Linked DNA regions of Mus musculus: regions 2, 3, 4 and 5 are each linked to region 1. Evidence: chromatin contacts called from public Hi-C, HiChIP or PLAC-seq and promoter capture Hi-C data. All regions are on one chromosome and are shown on one strand. Each heading gives the region's core, a stretch centred on a gene start, on an enhancer-like site or on the middle of the called end of the contact. The rest is flanking DNA. Distances are from core to core; before and after follow the strand shown. Region 1 holds the start of Coa7 (cytochrome c oxidase assembly factor 7). Region 2 overlaps Slc1a7 (solute carrier family 1 (glutamate transporter), member 7). Region 3 holds the start of Podn (podocan). Region 4 overlaps Scp2 (sterol carrier protein 2, liver). Region 5 overlaps Orc1 (origin recognition complex, subunit 1).

What was found. Promoter capture Hi-C pulls out the DNA fragments that hold promoters and counts their contacts. A called contact is a pair of places that touch in the nucleus more often than the background predicts. HiChIP or PLAC-seq counts read pairs in DNA pulled down with a chosen protein or histone mark.
Region 2: a Hi-C map of the MNK3 cell line shows a contact between it and region 1, with 3 times the contacts expected there. The contact joins the enhancer-like site here to the promoter of Coa7 in region 1. A contact is called at or near these places in 3 of 39 promoter capture datasets (the 3T3-L1 cell line, cranial neural crest and stem cell-derived epiblast-like cells), 1 of 15 datasets of contacts at CTCF or cohesin (pro-B cells), 4 of 484 Hi-C or Micro-C datasets (the Ba/F3 cell line, the MNK3 cell line, conventional dendritic cells and 1 more), 2 of 115 datasets of contacts at active chromatin or transcription factors (T-cell acute lymphoblastic leukemia and large pre-B cells) and 2 of 9 other capture datasets (embryonic stem cells and macrophages).
Region 3: a contact with region 1 is called in a promoter capture Hi-C map of 3T3-L1-derived adipocytes, with 4 times the contacts expected there. The contact joins the promoter of Podn here to the promoter of Coa7 in region 1. A contact is called at or near these places in 8 of 39 promoter capture datasets (the 3T3-L1 cell line, 3T3-L1-derived adipocytes, the HPC-7 cell line and 5 more), 2 of 484 Hi-C or Micro-C datasets (embryonic stem cells and liver) and 2 of 115 datasets of contacts at active chromatin or transcription factors (craniofacial prominence and embryonic stem cells).
Region 4: a contact with region 1 is called in an H3K27ac HiChIP or PLAC-seq map of extraembryonic endoderm stem cells. The contact joins the enhancer-like site here to the promoter of Coa7 in region 1. A contact is called at or near these places in 3 of 39 promoter capture datasets (the 3T3-L1 cell line, cranial neural crest and hippocampal neurons), 9 of 484 Hi-C or Micro-C datasets (the G1E-ER4 cell line, brown adipocytes, cerebellum and 4 more), 2 of 115 datasets of contacts at active chromatin or transcription factors (embryonic stem cells and extraembryonic endoderm stem cells) and 1 of 9 other capture datasets (macrophages).
Region 5: a contact with region 1 is called in an H3K27ac HiChIP or PLAC-seq map of trophoblast stem cells, with 10 read pairs. The contact joins the enhancer-like site here to the promoter of Coa7 in region 1. A contact is called at or near these places in 7 of 39 promoter capture datasets (the C10 cell line, the HPC-7 cell line, cranial neural crest and 4 more), 5 of 484 Hi-C or Micro-C datasets (CD8 T cells, the HPC-7 cell line, bone marrow-derived macrophages and 2 more), 11 of 115 datasets of contacts at active chromatin or transcription factors (the 230-238 cell line, the HPC-7 cell line, double positive thymocytes and 5 more) and 4 of 9 other capture datasets (adipose tissue, embryonic stem cells, liver and 1 more).

What each region holds. Positions count from the first base shown.
Region 1 is chr4:108,326,870-108,329,460 of GRCm38.p6, reverse strand. Coa7 (cytochrome c oxidase assembly factor 7) reads right to left here and starts at 1,309. Exons shown (of 3, transcript NM_027250.4): 1 at 1,171-1,309. The coding sequence starts at 1,276.
Region 2 is chr4:107,987,841-107,990,431 of GRCm38.p6, reverse strand. The region is part of intron 2 of Slc1a7 (solute carrier family 1 (glutamate transporter), member 7); the gene reads right to left. Among named protein-coding and RNA genes, the nearest start is that of Slc1a7, 21 kb to the right of the region's middle. Within about 2 kb of position 1,316, at least 60 of the 459 cell types and tissues checked have an H3K27ac peak or open chromatin away from gene starts, as enhancers often do. A contact at or near this core is called in the MNK3 cell line, where this site is marked.
Region 3 is chr4:108,030,640-108,033,230 of GRCm38.p6, reverse strand. Podn (podocan) reads left to right here and starts at 1,277. Exons shown (of 13, transcript NM_172874.4): 1 at 1,277-1,361.
Region 4 is chr4:108,051,600-108,054,190 of GRCm38.p6, reverse strand. The region is part of intron 14 of Scp2 (sterol carrier protein 2, liver); the gene reads left to right. Among named protein-coding and RNA genes, the nearest start is that of Gm23354, 11 kb to the right of the region's middle. Within about 2 kb of position 1,305, at least 41 of the 459 cell types and tissues checked have an H3K27ac peak or open chromatin away from gene starts, as enhancers often do. A contact at or near this core is called in cerebellum and extraembryonic endoderm stem cells, where this site is marked.
Region 5 is chr4:108,597,197-108,599,787 of GRCm38.p6, reverse strand. It overlaps Orc1 (origin recognition complex, subunit 1), which reads right to left. Exons shown (of 17, transcript NM_011015.2): 6 at 2,310-2,591; 7 at 364-465. Among named protein-coding and RNA genes, the nearest start is that of Orc1, 19 kb to the right of the region's middle. Within about 2 kb of position 1,302, at least 12 of the 459 cell types and tissues checked have an H3K27ac peak or open chromatin away from gene starts, as enhancers often do. A contact at or near this core is called in the 230-238 cell line, bone marrow-derived macrophages and trophoblast stem cells, where this site is marked.

The DNA.
Region 1 (2,591 bases), core at 60-2,559:
GCAACCACATGGTGGCTCACAACCATCTGTAATGAAATCTGATGCTCTCTTCTGGAGTGTCTGAAGACAGCTACAGTGTACTTACATATAATAAATAAATAAATATAGTCAATTTCTGACCTTTTATTACCTCTGCCTGGCAAAGACTTACAATGGTTCCTTTCCTCCTTCAAAGCTTTATTCAAAAGCCATGTCATTGGGCAGTGCCCTTCACTCAGTTCTTTTTATCACATTTCACTTACCTTAAAAAAACTTTTTTTTCCCTCGAAAAAACTAAAACAAAAAAAAAATTTTTTTTTAAAATTTTGTGCTGGATGGTGGCAGCCCACACCTTCTAGCACTTGAGAAACAGAAGCTTGCAGATATCTTAGTTTCAGGCTAGCCTGATCAACAGAAGGACAGTCAGGACTACACAAAGAATAACACCTCAACAAATTAATTAATTTATTAATTTGTTAACAGGCCTGTGGCTCATGCCAAAAACTCAGAAGATAGAGGAAGCAGTTCTGAGTCCAAGGCTAGCGTGGCCTACACTGTAAGTTCTAGGCCAGTCAAGGCTACATAATGACAGTCTCAAAAAAAAAAAGATTTAATTTTTATTATTTTAAATTATGGATGTGTGTATACGAGCATGTGGTGTGGTGGCAGCAGAGGCCAGAGGCATTGGATCTCCTAGAACTTTAAATGGGCTCCTAATTACTGGACCACCACTCCAATCTCCCTCTCCAATTCTTTTTTTGGGCCGGGTTTTGCTATGTAGTTCAGGCTAGTCCTTAACTCCTGAGTTCTAAGTGATCCTCCTTCCTCAGCCTCCCGAACGCTAGAATTACAGGTGCAAGATGCCAACCAATTCTGGCTCGCATTTACTACTAGCATATATTTCATTTATTTCCTGCATGTTAAATGATTCCCTCAAAGACATGTACACCGAGGTTCTACTTCACCCTCACACCTCCAGTCCTAGCACCCTAAACTTGACTACACAGCATCTAGCCTGAGGGCTCCGCCCTCCGCTGCAGGCCCCGCCCCCGATGCACTACAACTTCCCGCCCACAGGCCCGTAGTGACCCTGACCCGGTCCTTAGGCGTCCTCGGCCCGCCACGTGACCACGACTGCACCCCACGCTCGCTCCCCTCCCCTATGTCCCAGGCTGCGCAGTTGGCGCTCACCCTCCGGGTCCTTCTCGCGGTAGCATTGGTAGTGACACTCCACCTCCATGTTCTCCAGGAAGGACTTCACCTGCTCCTCGTCCTGGAAGTCAACCAAGCCCGCCATGATTCCGACTCCCACAAATCGCTTTGTGGCTCCACCCTCAGTTACGTGAGCCAGCCCAGGGGCGGGGCATGCCGGCGGCGTGCGTGACGTCAGCGCTCCTCAGTACGGGGGCGGGTTGGAAGGAAGGAGACGATTACCGCTTCCCATCATCCTTTGCGGTGGTAGCTCCCCACCCCCCCCACCCCTCCAGGCTTTTATTCTTCTTTTTGGACAGCCCTCTCCCAGGTTTCTGCGTCGGTTTATCTGAGGCCATACTGCCCCTTAATGGTTTTCTCCCTGTAGTCTGGATCAGCCAGACATTCTTCAGTTCCGGTTCTAAAGCCGACACAGCCGGGAGCTCAGGTCCCAGCCTTACCAAAGCTTACAGCGTTGGGCTGCAGCTCACCACCAAGTACTCTGAAGCATCGTAAAACAGAACTTGAAATCTATTCCGAAAGCATTCGTTCATTTGGGTGGCAAGCATTTTGAATACCTTGTGTGTCCCAAATATGGCCGGAAAAACCGAAATAAATAAATCTGTGCAATTGCCACGGGATGCCCTTATCTCTATATTCTTTGTAGACCCATCAAAATCATCCATATTAATATGACTGCGAGTTATGATTAGAACACATCAGTGGTCGGGATTATAGTGACAACATGGTCACTATAATAGTTTTAGAACAGCAGCATGGCGGATTGAAGCCAAGGAACACTATGAAGTCATATGATGCAACAGATCTTACCGAAGAGGTTTATTGGGGCAAGGAGAAAGGGAAAGGCCGATTGGGAATGGACTCATGGTTTTAAAAGCAGTTCCATGACACATCTTTCACAGGATAGCACAAGCTCTGCGTTACTCCAGAGCCTCTGGCTAAAACTGACTTTTATGTATGGCTTCTCCTGTTTTTCCTTTGATAGAATCTCACTTTGAGACAATCCTCCCCCCTCAGCCTACTGAGTACTGTTGCAGATACAAGCTCCCACATCCACCTATCCGTGTTCTTTTTATCTTGTTTATATCTGTAATCACTAGAGGGAGCCCTTAGAATACATGGTCCAGGATGAGAAGGCCTGACCTTTACTTTGGAGCCTCCCTCCTTAACCTACTCCTACTGGATACATCTAGAAGCTTACTTGCTTTGTTCTGTATAACTGAGACAGGCTGACTCCATGACAGGCTTCACATTGGCAGTTCAGGAGACTAGACATAAATCTCTGTTTCCAAGAACTGAGCAAGCCCAGGCCTCAGAAGAGGCCACACCACCTGGCCTCCAGGAGTTCCAGGATAGCTTGGAAAACAGTAAGCCATTATTAAAAAAAAATAATAATAATA
Region 2 (2,591 bases), core at 67-2,566, 340 kb after region 1:
ATGTCTGCCTAAGAGAAGAGAGGACAGGGTGAAACATTCCCAAGGTTTGAGGCAGGGGGATTTCCAGGGTGATTTGTGCATCTCCTGAAGCCTCTGAAATGGGCAGAAGCTAAATTTTTGGTCCTAAGATGAAAAGATGTGTAGCAACAATTTTGGAGTTTTGGTTTCTAAAAGACAAACAAACAAACACCCCCCCAAAACAAACAAAAAAAACCCAACCCCACCTCAGTAAATATTATAAGACCATGTTTTTGTTTTAATCTCAGGTGTGGGGTATGAGGCTGCTTCAGACTTTCCATGGCAGCTGACTATGATTTGCCTCGTGCTCTAGCAGGGGTCTGATTTTGCCAGCAGTAGATAGTTTCTACAATTGTGTGACATTTGGAATTCTGGGGACTTTTCAGAGGGTATATAAATGCATTGTTGGTCACTGTTAGTTTTGGTTTGTTAAGTAGTCATGTGGAAAGAAGAAGAGGGGGATGAGGAAGAAGAGGAAGAAGAAGAGAAGGAGGAGGAGGAAGAGAAGGAGAAGAAGAAGAAGAAGAAGAAGAAGAAGAAGAAGAAGAAGAAGAAGAAGAAGAAGAAGAAGAAGAAGAAGAAGAAGAAGAAAAAGAAGAAGAAGAAGAAGAAGAAGAAGAAGAAGAAGAAGAAGAAGAAGAAGAAGAAGAAGAAGAAGAAGAAGAAGAAGAAGAAATAATTAGATATCCTGACAGCAAGGCTCAAACTGCCCCCCCCCCCCCCCGCCAAGGAACTGGATGCCCCAGTCTGCAGAAAGTTGTCTCACTATAATATCACCCCCTTTCTGATTCCTGACTTTATACAGGGATCTCTTTCCTTTCCTCTCTATTTTTTCTATTCTCTCTAGTATTATGGGGTTGAAAGGGTGGAAGAAAGGGGATGTAGAAGGGTGGAAGAAGGAAGAACCCATAAAGTAGCCAAGAATGGCTACAAAGATGTCTATACACCACTGTGCTATGCAGCCACCAAAAGGGCAGACTTGTCACTATGAAGACAGTCCTAATGTAATGTAAAGTGGAAAAGTGATTTAACAACAGGGAGCCCCAGAACCTCCTGGGAAATAGACTCCTCTCTGACTTGCAGGATTGTGTGCAGGGTGTCATGAGAGCCCGATTTCCTGAGGAACCACCGTGGACACCTAGCTGTGGGAAGCCAGGAGGAAATGCAAACACAGTCACGATCTGAGGGTTCTGTGGCTTTTTCTATTTCTCTGATTTCTCTCTTACACCCAGAATGGAGCTTGTGATGAAAGACATAGCCCAGACACCCTGCCTGGCAGCCATAGAGCTGCGGTTTACCAGGAGCTCTCAGTTCCCCAAAGATCTGCATATCACTCGCTCACAGTTCATCAGCCTTGTGAGTCAGCGACACCCTGAGGAACCCCGATGCCGGGCACCCACTCCTCATCATTTAGATTTACTAATAGTTGACTAGTTTTTTTAGAAGCTGCCCCCAAGCTCTTTGGAATCTCCTCCCTTGACTTCCCAAGTACTGGAATTATAGGCAAGGGCCTGTGCCCCTTGCCTCTTAGTTAATTTTACAAAGTTAAAAAAGGCCAAGACAGCTCAGACCACAGTGTGAGACCCTGTCTCAAAGAAAAAAGAAAAGAAAAGAGAAGAAGAGGAGGAGGAAGAGGAGGAGGAGGAGGGGAAGAAGGAGAAGGAGGAGAAGGAGAAGAAGGAGAAGGAGGAGAAGGAGGAGAGGAGGGGAGGAGAAGAAAGAGAAGGAGGAAAAGGAGAAGAAGAAGAAGAAGAAGAAGGAGGAGGAGGAGGAGGAGGAGGAGGAGGAGGAGGAGGAGGAGGAGGAAATATGAAATCTATTTAATAATACTTTAACCTGCTATATCCAAACTATTGCCATGCATAATCAATGTGAAATTTTTATGCTTCCACAGGCTTTACATTTTAATTAAAATTAATCAATAAATCAGTATATGTACTAGCTGTATATCAAGTACTTGATAGCCTAGTGGCTACCATACTGAGAAGGCTCTGGGTTGACATAGGGACAATGGAGCTCAGGGTGAAAGACGCCTGGCCAGGCTACTCAGGAAGTAAGTTTTAGAACCAAGATTGGAGCAGAGTTCCTGACCCTTCTGCCCACTGTTTCTTGGTTCTGGTCTAAGGCCTACTTTGGGATGATAATGACTGCCATGTGATCCAGCCCATGCAATCCCTTCTCAGTTCAGCTCTCAGAGTTCTGCCTTGTCCATAGCTGCAGCCTGTAGGTTGTTGTTGGTGAGCCTGCCGTCTGAGGGAGTAATCAAGTACAGCGAAGTTGACCAGCTATGGGATGTTAGAACAAGACTTACAGACAGAAAAGCCAGTCCTATAGACATGACTTCAAATACTCCTCCTGACTTAGGGTAGGGACAAAAGCCATGTCTGTCCCACTCCATGCTTAGGTAGGTGCTCCTAGCAATGCCCCAGTAAAAGGCCCCAAGGAGGAACCCCAGGGAGGATGGGAGCCCAGTGGCCTACAACTCCCTCCCAAGCCATCTGGTTCACTACCGAGTGTCCAGGGATTGGGGATCAAGAGATTGAGGTGATTAGAGACATTAGCTTACAGAGATG
Region 3 (2,591 bases), core at 28-2,527, 300 kb after region 1:
CTTTCAAGTTTGAGCTCAGAGAAGATTGGAATTTGAGGCCAAAGAAGGCAAAATATTTCCCTTTCCCATTCGTGTTAAGTTCTTCAGTGATGGGTAATGGAAACAGATGGCTGTGGGTTCAAACACAGGCTCTATCCCTACCTACCTGCCTGTTTGCATCACAGACGACTTTTGCAATGGGTAGATGGGCCAGAACCCCAGCTCCGAATGATGATGTTAGTTACGCAGCCAAGCACAGGCCACATCCTTACTTATTAGATGGGGAAATAATCTTCCTTTGCAGGGCTGTAAGGACTAGAGACTAATGCATGGAGATATAAACTGACTGCCTGGCAGCACAGGAGGGAAAGGTCTGCAGCCACTTTAACCAGAGCCCTTTAGGGTCTCGGCAGTTTAGGTGGCCAAGTGGTTCCACATTTGATTTATTATCTTTATCCCTCTCCGAGAGCCAAGTAGGTCCTGCCCAAAGGCCACAGCACGTAGAAGACAGGTTTGTTTCACAGCAGAGGTGCCAAGTAGCACCCAAACCCAGTCTCACCCGCCTTTCCACCACGAAGCCCTTGGCGCCAAACAGTGTTGCTTCAGCTGCTAGTACTTAATGTGCCTGTGCTTGGAACCATTTTCAGCTCCTGGGAGCAATATGGAGTGCTCCCTGCTCAGTCCCTTGCTTTCTCCGCGACTAGAACCTGTGTGCTTGAAGACTCCGGTCCAGTTTAACTCTCCTTCAAGGTTCACCAAGTTGTGGGCCCAGGGCCAGTGGAGTGAGGGTGGATGGTGGGGAGGAGAAGGAGGAATTTTGACAGGAAGGGGTCCAGAAGGGTCTTGGCTGACGCAGCATTAGCCATGCTCCGGACCCTAGGGTGGGAGAGGGAACAGGGAAGGTACTTGTGCCCGGGAAGGTTGCAAACTCCTTGAGGAAGAAGCTGAGCGCGGAGGAACTGGAAGGAAGGAGCCCTCTCGGTTCTCCTCAGGTGCGGGGGGCCTGCCTGGGTGCGGTCCCAGCCCGCAGGCTGGCAGGCGGAGGTGGTGCGCTGGAGGCACCCGGTGTTGGGGGCGTGGTGCTGCGGCCGGCCGGGGCGGCGGCGCGAGCTCCCGGGAAGTGGGCCCCCCGCCAAGCCCGGCGCCGTGGGCTCGGCCCTCCCTCTCGGCGCCCAGCGGGACCCTGCGCCTGTGTCGGGAGAGGCCGGCGTCCGGCAGATGCACGCGGGGCGGGGGCCGGGGGAGAGGCGGGGAGAGAGAACCCACAACAAAACTTGGCTCGCTGCGCCCACGGCTCGACTTGAATGACAGGAGCCGGCGCCCGCGGAGCGCAGCGGACACCCGCGAGCCTGTTCCGCCCACGGCGCGGCGCGCAGCGGCAGGTAGGACGCGGGCAGCCGGTGAGCCGAGGGACCACGGGCCACCGGCTGCGCCCGGGCAGCTCTCTCTGACATCCCGCCGTGCTCCCACTGCCACAGCCGCGATAGGGGAGGATCGCCGTATCCCACCCTGTCGGGCGGACCCCGCGCAAGGGGCACGGTTAGGCACACCTCCATATGGGGTGGCGGCCCCCCTGCGGGATCCGGAGCAAGGGGCAGGGGACCCTTTTTTTACTCGATATTCAGTCCCTGCCTTCGGGCTCCTCCCGCTGCGCACATCTGGAAAGAATCTGCGAGCGGATGGGGAGGGGAGGTGGAGGCACACGGGCGGGTGACAGGGACTGTGGGGGCAGGTGGAACTGGGAAGGGGCCTGAACCTCTGCACCGAGAACTGGGACCCAGGGCATCCTGCGTCTTTTCACGTCAGTTTGTCGGGGGCTTCACCGAGTCCAACACCGACCTCTTTACATACAGAAACAAGCACAGAAAGGCAGATATCAGTCCCCAGGGAGCCAGGGCAGGTGAGGCGCACAGTCAAGCAGCGGAACTTGGTTTCGGCAGTTTAGGTGCAGTCTAACTAACACAGGGCACTGCACTCCGACCATTCCGTCTAGGCAGCTGCTTCCAGCGGAACACAGAAAGGGACAGGGCAAGGAGCACGGTCGTCCCCAGGTTGTGTGGGTCTCAGAACCACTATCAGCCTGGTGCAGGGTGGGGGTTGGGGTGGACCGGGATGGGTGAGTTGGAATAGCTGACCTGCAGTCAGGTGGAAGAAGGGGGTGGGGTCGGCTTGGGATTCCAGTGCTGGGGCCCCGGGTTGGGAGGCAGCTGCTGCTGAAGAAGGCGTGCAGGGAGGGCTGTCGCCCAGGCTAGGATGCAGGTGTGCAAGAGGTGGCAGGAGGATGAGCATTAGCAGCCTGCATGTCTGCTGGGGGAGGTGCAACCGCGCTCTGCCTGGCACGAAGAGGCACCTGGTCTGCTGGGCAGACCCCTGGGTAGGCCTTTCCTTCTCCACCTCTCCCTTTTGCCCTGGAAAAGCCCAAATGACCAGATCCCGGGCTCACAGGGCGAACACCACTGGGAAGGGCCCGGGCTGCTCTGGAAAAAGTCATCAATGACTGGTCTGGGGCTTCTGCCCCCTTCCGTACACTCTCGGAGCCCTTGGCCCAGTCTTCGGTGTGTAAGGTAAGAAGTGTCAGATGTCAGAGTCAATGACCTGTGCACCATGAGAGC
Region 4 (2,591 bases), core at 56-2,555, 280 kb after region 1:
TCCCTAGCTTTTCTCTGATCTCTCCCAGACTTGTTCTTGCCGAGGTCCTTAGTAATTGCCACTTCGCTAGACGCAGTGGTTAATTCCAGCCTCCATATCGCATGTGCAGGGTTTTTTATTGACTGGCTGCACATTTGGGCTTGTCTTGGTAAGTCCTTCATCTCCTCAGTTCTAGGCATTGGGGTGTTGCAAGGCTTAGCTCTGGTTCTTTCACTCCCCGGGGATCTCATGTATCCTCGAGTCTTAAAAACAGTTTGCTGATGACTCCCAGGTTTTTGTGTTCTGTACGGGCCCACCACTGGATTCTCAAGTGGCTGCATAGCTGTTTAGCTGACACGTATATGAGGACACCTGTCTTTCTACCTCTATAACAAAAATATCGCAGAGTGGGGAAATTAGAGACATGCTAAGTTTAGTTGGTTCCCAGTCTCAGAGGCTAGGACCCCACCAGAGGCCGCATCTGGGGTGAGAGCTTTGTTACTGTGTTCTGGGGCAGTGGAGGGAAGGAGAAGTGGCCAGACAGGGGGGCAGGATAAGAGCTGAACCCTTCCATTTCTCAGGAGCCTGTGCCTGAGGAAATGGAATCAATCTATTGCTGAGGGCAAAGCCTTTGTGGCCCTTAGCCCCTTTAAAAGGCTTTGCCACTTAATACGGCTATACCAGAAACTAGATTTCAGTTGTGTTAGAGGACGCATTAAACCATGGCAACCTGTAACATATCTTAGAGGTATGTGTGAAACAGAGCTCTGGGCCCCTCTCTCCCCTTAAAGTATGTTTTACCGTGATCTGCCCTCTTCTCAGGAAGTTGTTTTCTTAGTTCCTCAGTCCAAAAAGCTCTGAGGTCATCCTTGGCTCCTTTTTCTCATACTCCATAGTCCATAATCTAACTCACCGTTAAATCCTGGTTTCTACTATGTCCCAGTGGATCTGAGCTTTGGGTCTCTCTCTCCTGTCCTTGTCCCTCAGTTCTTCACACTGCATTCTGATGATTAAAACCAGGCAGATCTGCATCCATCTCTGCTCAAAGCCTGCCTCCTTCCCCAAGTAGTAGAATCAGGGTTTCTATGGAGAAACGTATGATCTGGCCAGCCTGCCCTGCCGTGCTCTCCCTCACTTGCTCACTTGCTTGGCCTCCCTGCTCATTTCAGCACGGGGCGTTCTCATTTGGGAGACCTGTCTGCTCTGTCTGCCTTGGATTGTCTTCACCAGATAGCTTCATCACCTGATCTCCGTCCAGAAGTCTCCTCCTCGGCGAGCCCTTCCCTGACCATGCTGGCTGTTGCTTTCTGCCTGACTCTTCTCTGTAGCACTTATCGCTCTCATTATTTGCTGCTCCCCTCCCCCACACCACCCCACCCCCTATGAGAATGCATTCTATGAAGGCAGAGCTTTTTATCTGTTAGGTCACTGCTGCAGCCCCAGAGCTTCAAGCATCACCTAACACATGTTGGCCCTCAGAAACACGAACAGGGCATAAAGGAAGGAACAATTAGCACCTGCTACAGTGGCCATATTGCGCTGGTGGGTTTCTCTTGCCAGGCAGGGCCTGGTATAGTTTAGAAAGATGAAGGGCTGGGATCAACTTACTAAATAGTTTAATATGCCATGCTAGATGGTCGGAGAGATGGCTCAGAGGTTAAGAGAATTCTTGCAGAGGGATCGATCAGGTTCAATCCCCATACCTTGATGGTAGCTCATAACTGTTCATAACTCCAGTTTCAAGGCAGTAGACAGTCTTATTTTTACCTCTGCAGACAATAAGCACATGTGCACAAACATGTGCAGCCCAAACACTCATACACATAAGGCAATTACTTTATAAACTAAAAAAAAAAATTGTCATGATAAGAACTTTGAAAGGTATTTGATATATTTCAAGTGTTTCTCTGTGTAGCCCTGGCTGTCCTGGACTTCACTCAGTAGACCAGGCTGGCCTCAGATTTACAGAGGACGAGCTGTGTTTTAGAGGATGAACTATGCCTGTGGCTGCATGAGTCAGCTTTCAGTGCTGGGAGGACTATGAAGCAAAGAGCAAAGTTTTGTTCTGGCTCACAGTTTTCAGAAGCAGCTGGCTCCATTGTATCTGGGCATGTCGAGAGGTGAGGAAAAACATCAGGTGGGGGCAGTGTGAGAGAGAAAAGCTGCTCACCTGTGTCAGCCAGGAGCCAGAGCCCGGAGGGGACCAGGAACACATTGTACCCTTCAGTGAATGACTTCCTCCAATCAGGCCCTGCCCCTAGCTCCCATTCAGCTTCAAACTCTTCCTTGAAAAATTCGGTTACGCCAGAGCACCGGGAGCCCTGCCACCTCTCAGTGCCACCAGCTGGGACTGAAGCCTTTTCCGCAGGAGCTGCCAACACTTCACATCTAAGCTGCAATAGGCCCAATGAACTGGAAAGCGTGTGAGCAGGGCAGAGAGAACATGAGCAGTGAGGTGGTGTCATCACGGTCCGAGTGACAGCTTGGATGGCAGAGACCAAAGTGGGTGCTTGAGGGTGGGAGCCAGGAGCATATGACTGAGGGGACCTGGGGGCTGTGCCGAGAAGAGGTGTGATGCTGATGTGGGTTGCGGTACTGACAGGTAATTCAGG
Region 5 (2,591 bases), core at 53-2,552, 270 kb before region 1:
TCCACTAAATCCCTCAACAAAATATATTCCCTATTTTATTCATGAGAAAATAAGTATTAGAAATGTTCATCTTCCCAAAATTCAGCATCAGAAGCTCAAATTCAAAAAGGTCTATTAAAATCAAAATTAATGCTTTCAGGCATTCCACATTCCCGGTCTTGCTGAAACACCAGGCATGAGCCAAGGAGCCACAAGGCCAGGTCAACATTTCTAGTCCCTTTCAGACTATGACACTTGTACAAAATGCTAGGTGAAAGTGTGAGTATCAATGTACTGGCCTTCAAATAGAAGTGACATTAAGGGAGGTACAGGACGCTATCACAGAAGGGAGCAAGGTTGTTGCTTTTTAATGGGCAGTCTTACCAAAGCTGTTGCCTAATCCGCTTCAAAGTCAAGAGAGAACTCTTTCTATGGACACGAGAAGTACGGATGGGTTCTTTGTGAGTTTCTTGTTCTTTTGCCTTCCTGCAAGGTATCACATCAGAGTTATAGGAAGGCATTTCGGGAAGCAAGGATCCAAAGTATGTGCTGGAGATAGTTAGGTCTCACTGGCTTCTAGTCTTTTTATACTAACCTTGGCAAGAGTTCATCAAACTTTGCTAACAAACTTATAAAAGAGATCTTTTTTTTTTTTGGTTTTTTGAGACAGGGTTTCTCTGTATAGCCCTGGCTGTCCTGGAACTCACTTTGTAGACCAGGCTGGCCTTGAACTCAGAAATCCGCCTGCCTCTGCCTCAGCCTCCCGAGTGCTGGGATTAAAGGCGTGTGCCACCATGTGAGGCTAAGATCCAAAATTTTAACACATCATTTAAGTCAGACTTATCACACTGCTATCATAGAACAAGATGGACTAACCATCAAAAGATTTTGTCCCTTTTTTATTTGTCATGTTTACAAAGTCTCAAAGTTAGCAGAAATACACTCAGTATAAAATATGTATTGAGTAACTTATTATGAGCAAGGTGCTAGAAATTTCTACTTAAGAAAACATTGAAAATCATGCTATTTGTGGTCTGTCAAATTTTTATTATACAACATTATCTGAAGTGGAAATTTTCTTTTCTTTTCTTTTTTTTTTTTTTTTAAACAACTCAGTTGTGGCATGTAATGTCTTTCTGGAAGCTGTCTGTAAGAGGGCCCCTGATGTTTAGAAAGAACATAAATAGAATCCACATATAAATAGAATTTCAGAGGACACTCTTGCACTGCTACCCCGTGCAATGCTTGACTGGTCTTTACTTTGTAGAGAGAAACTCATTAAAGAACTTCCTGTAGTATTGCAGCTGATTCTGGCCACATCCATGACTCATGGTGCTGCTACTGATTTAGTGTTTGGTGTTTGCTATTGAAGTGGACTGACAACGAACAGTGTGATCACCCTCAAGGCACTACTTCTAAACAGATCCACAACGTCCTTTTCCCGTTAACCTTCTTTGTCCACTACCTCTGTGGTCAGTGGGCTAGAAGTGAAGGTTGAAGCATTTAGGAATCCTAAATAAAGTAGGTTTTGAAAAAAATCTAAGCTTACAATTATCTACTCAAGTGCCAAACTATAAAGCTTGTCCTAGATTTATCTTTTTTTTTTTATACTATATTTAATAGTAGATTCCAGGTTAAAAAAATAAAAATCAAAAACCAACTTGATAGAAAACAAAATGATCGGGCTGGGCATGCTAGTGCACGCCTTTAATCCCAGCACATGGGAGGCAGAGGCAGGTGGATTTCTGAGTTTGAGGCCAGCCTGGTCTACAGAGTGAGTTCCAGGACAGCCAGGGCTAGACAGAGAAATCCTGTCTCCAAAAACCAAAAAAAGAAGAGGAAAACAAAGTGATCATTAAATTGTGCCAAAGAGTCACAGGAAACACATGAAATCCAGGACTGTGAATGAAGCAGTATAGTTCCAGAAACAAGTATCAGTATTTTCAAATGACGTTGGAAAAGAAAAGCATGTCTTTCTTTTTGGAGATAATGTCACTATGTAGTTCAGGCTAACGTTGAATTCATGCTAGTCCTGCCTCTGCCTCCTGATTACAGGTGTACGCTACCACACCCAAACTCCAAGAACACATTCCCAAGGCCAGAGACATGGAGCATAACTTCCTAGAGCTCTGTTGTGAAACCTTAGGAAAGATCCTCAGTCTGGTTAGACGAGGCTAGTACGTGTCTCTCTGCAGCACTCTTTTCTCACCACATAACGTATCTCAAGTAGCTCACGATGGGGCAACGCTCCTGCATACCTCCTAACCATGACAGGGGGCAACACTCCTGCATACCCCCTAACCATGACAGGGGGCAACACTCCTGCTTACCTCCTAATGTATACTGGTGTCAGACCCCCAGAGGGCACCACTGAAGATCTCAACCCATTCCTGATAGGGCTAAGTGTGTTGTCCACACCAAGCTTTGTGGTCGTCATAGCTGGGTTCCGGGCTCTCAGAACCACACTACTTTTGGCACAAAAAGGTTGAGTTTGTCCATTTTTAACTCGAGTTTCCAAAGCTGAAGAGGGCTTGATTTCACGAGGTTTATTAGGCTTTTTAGGAGGCGAGGTGGTCTCAGAGAAGGCTGCTCTTCTTTTAGATGTTTTTTGA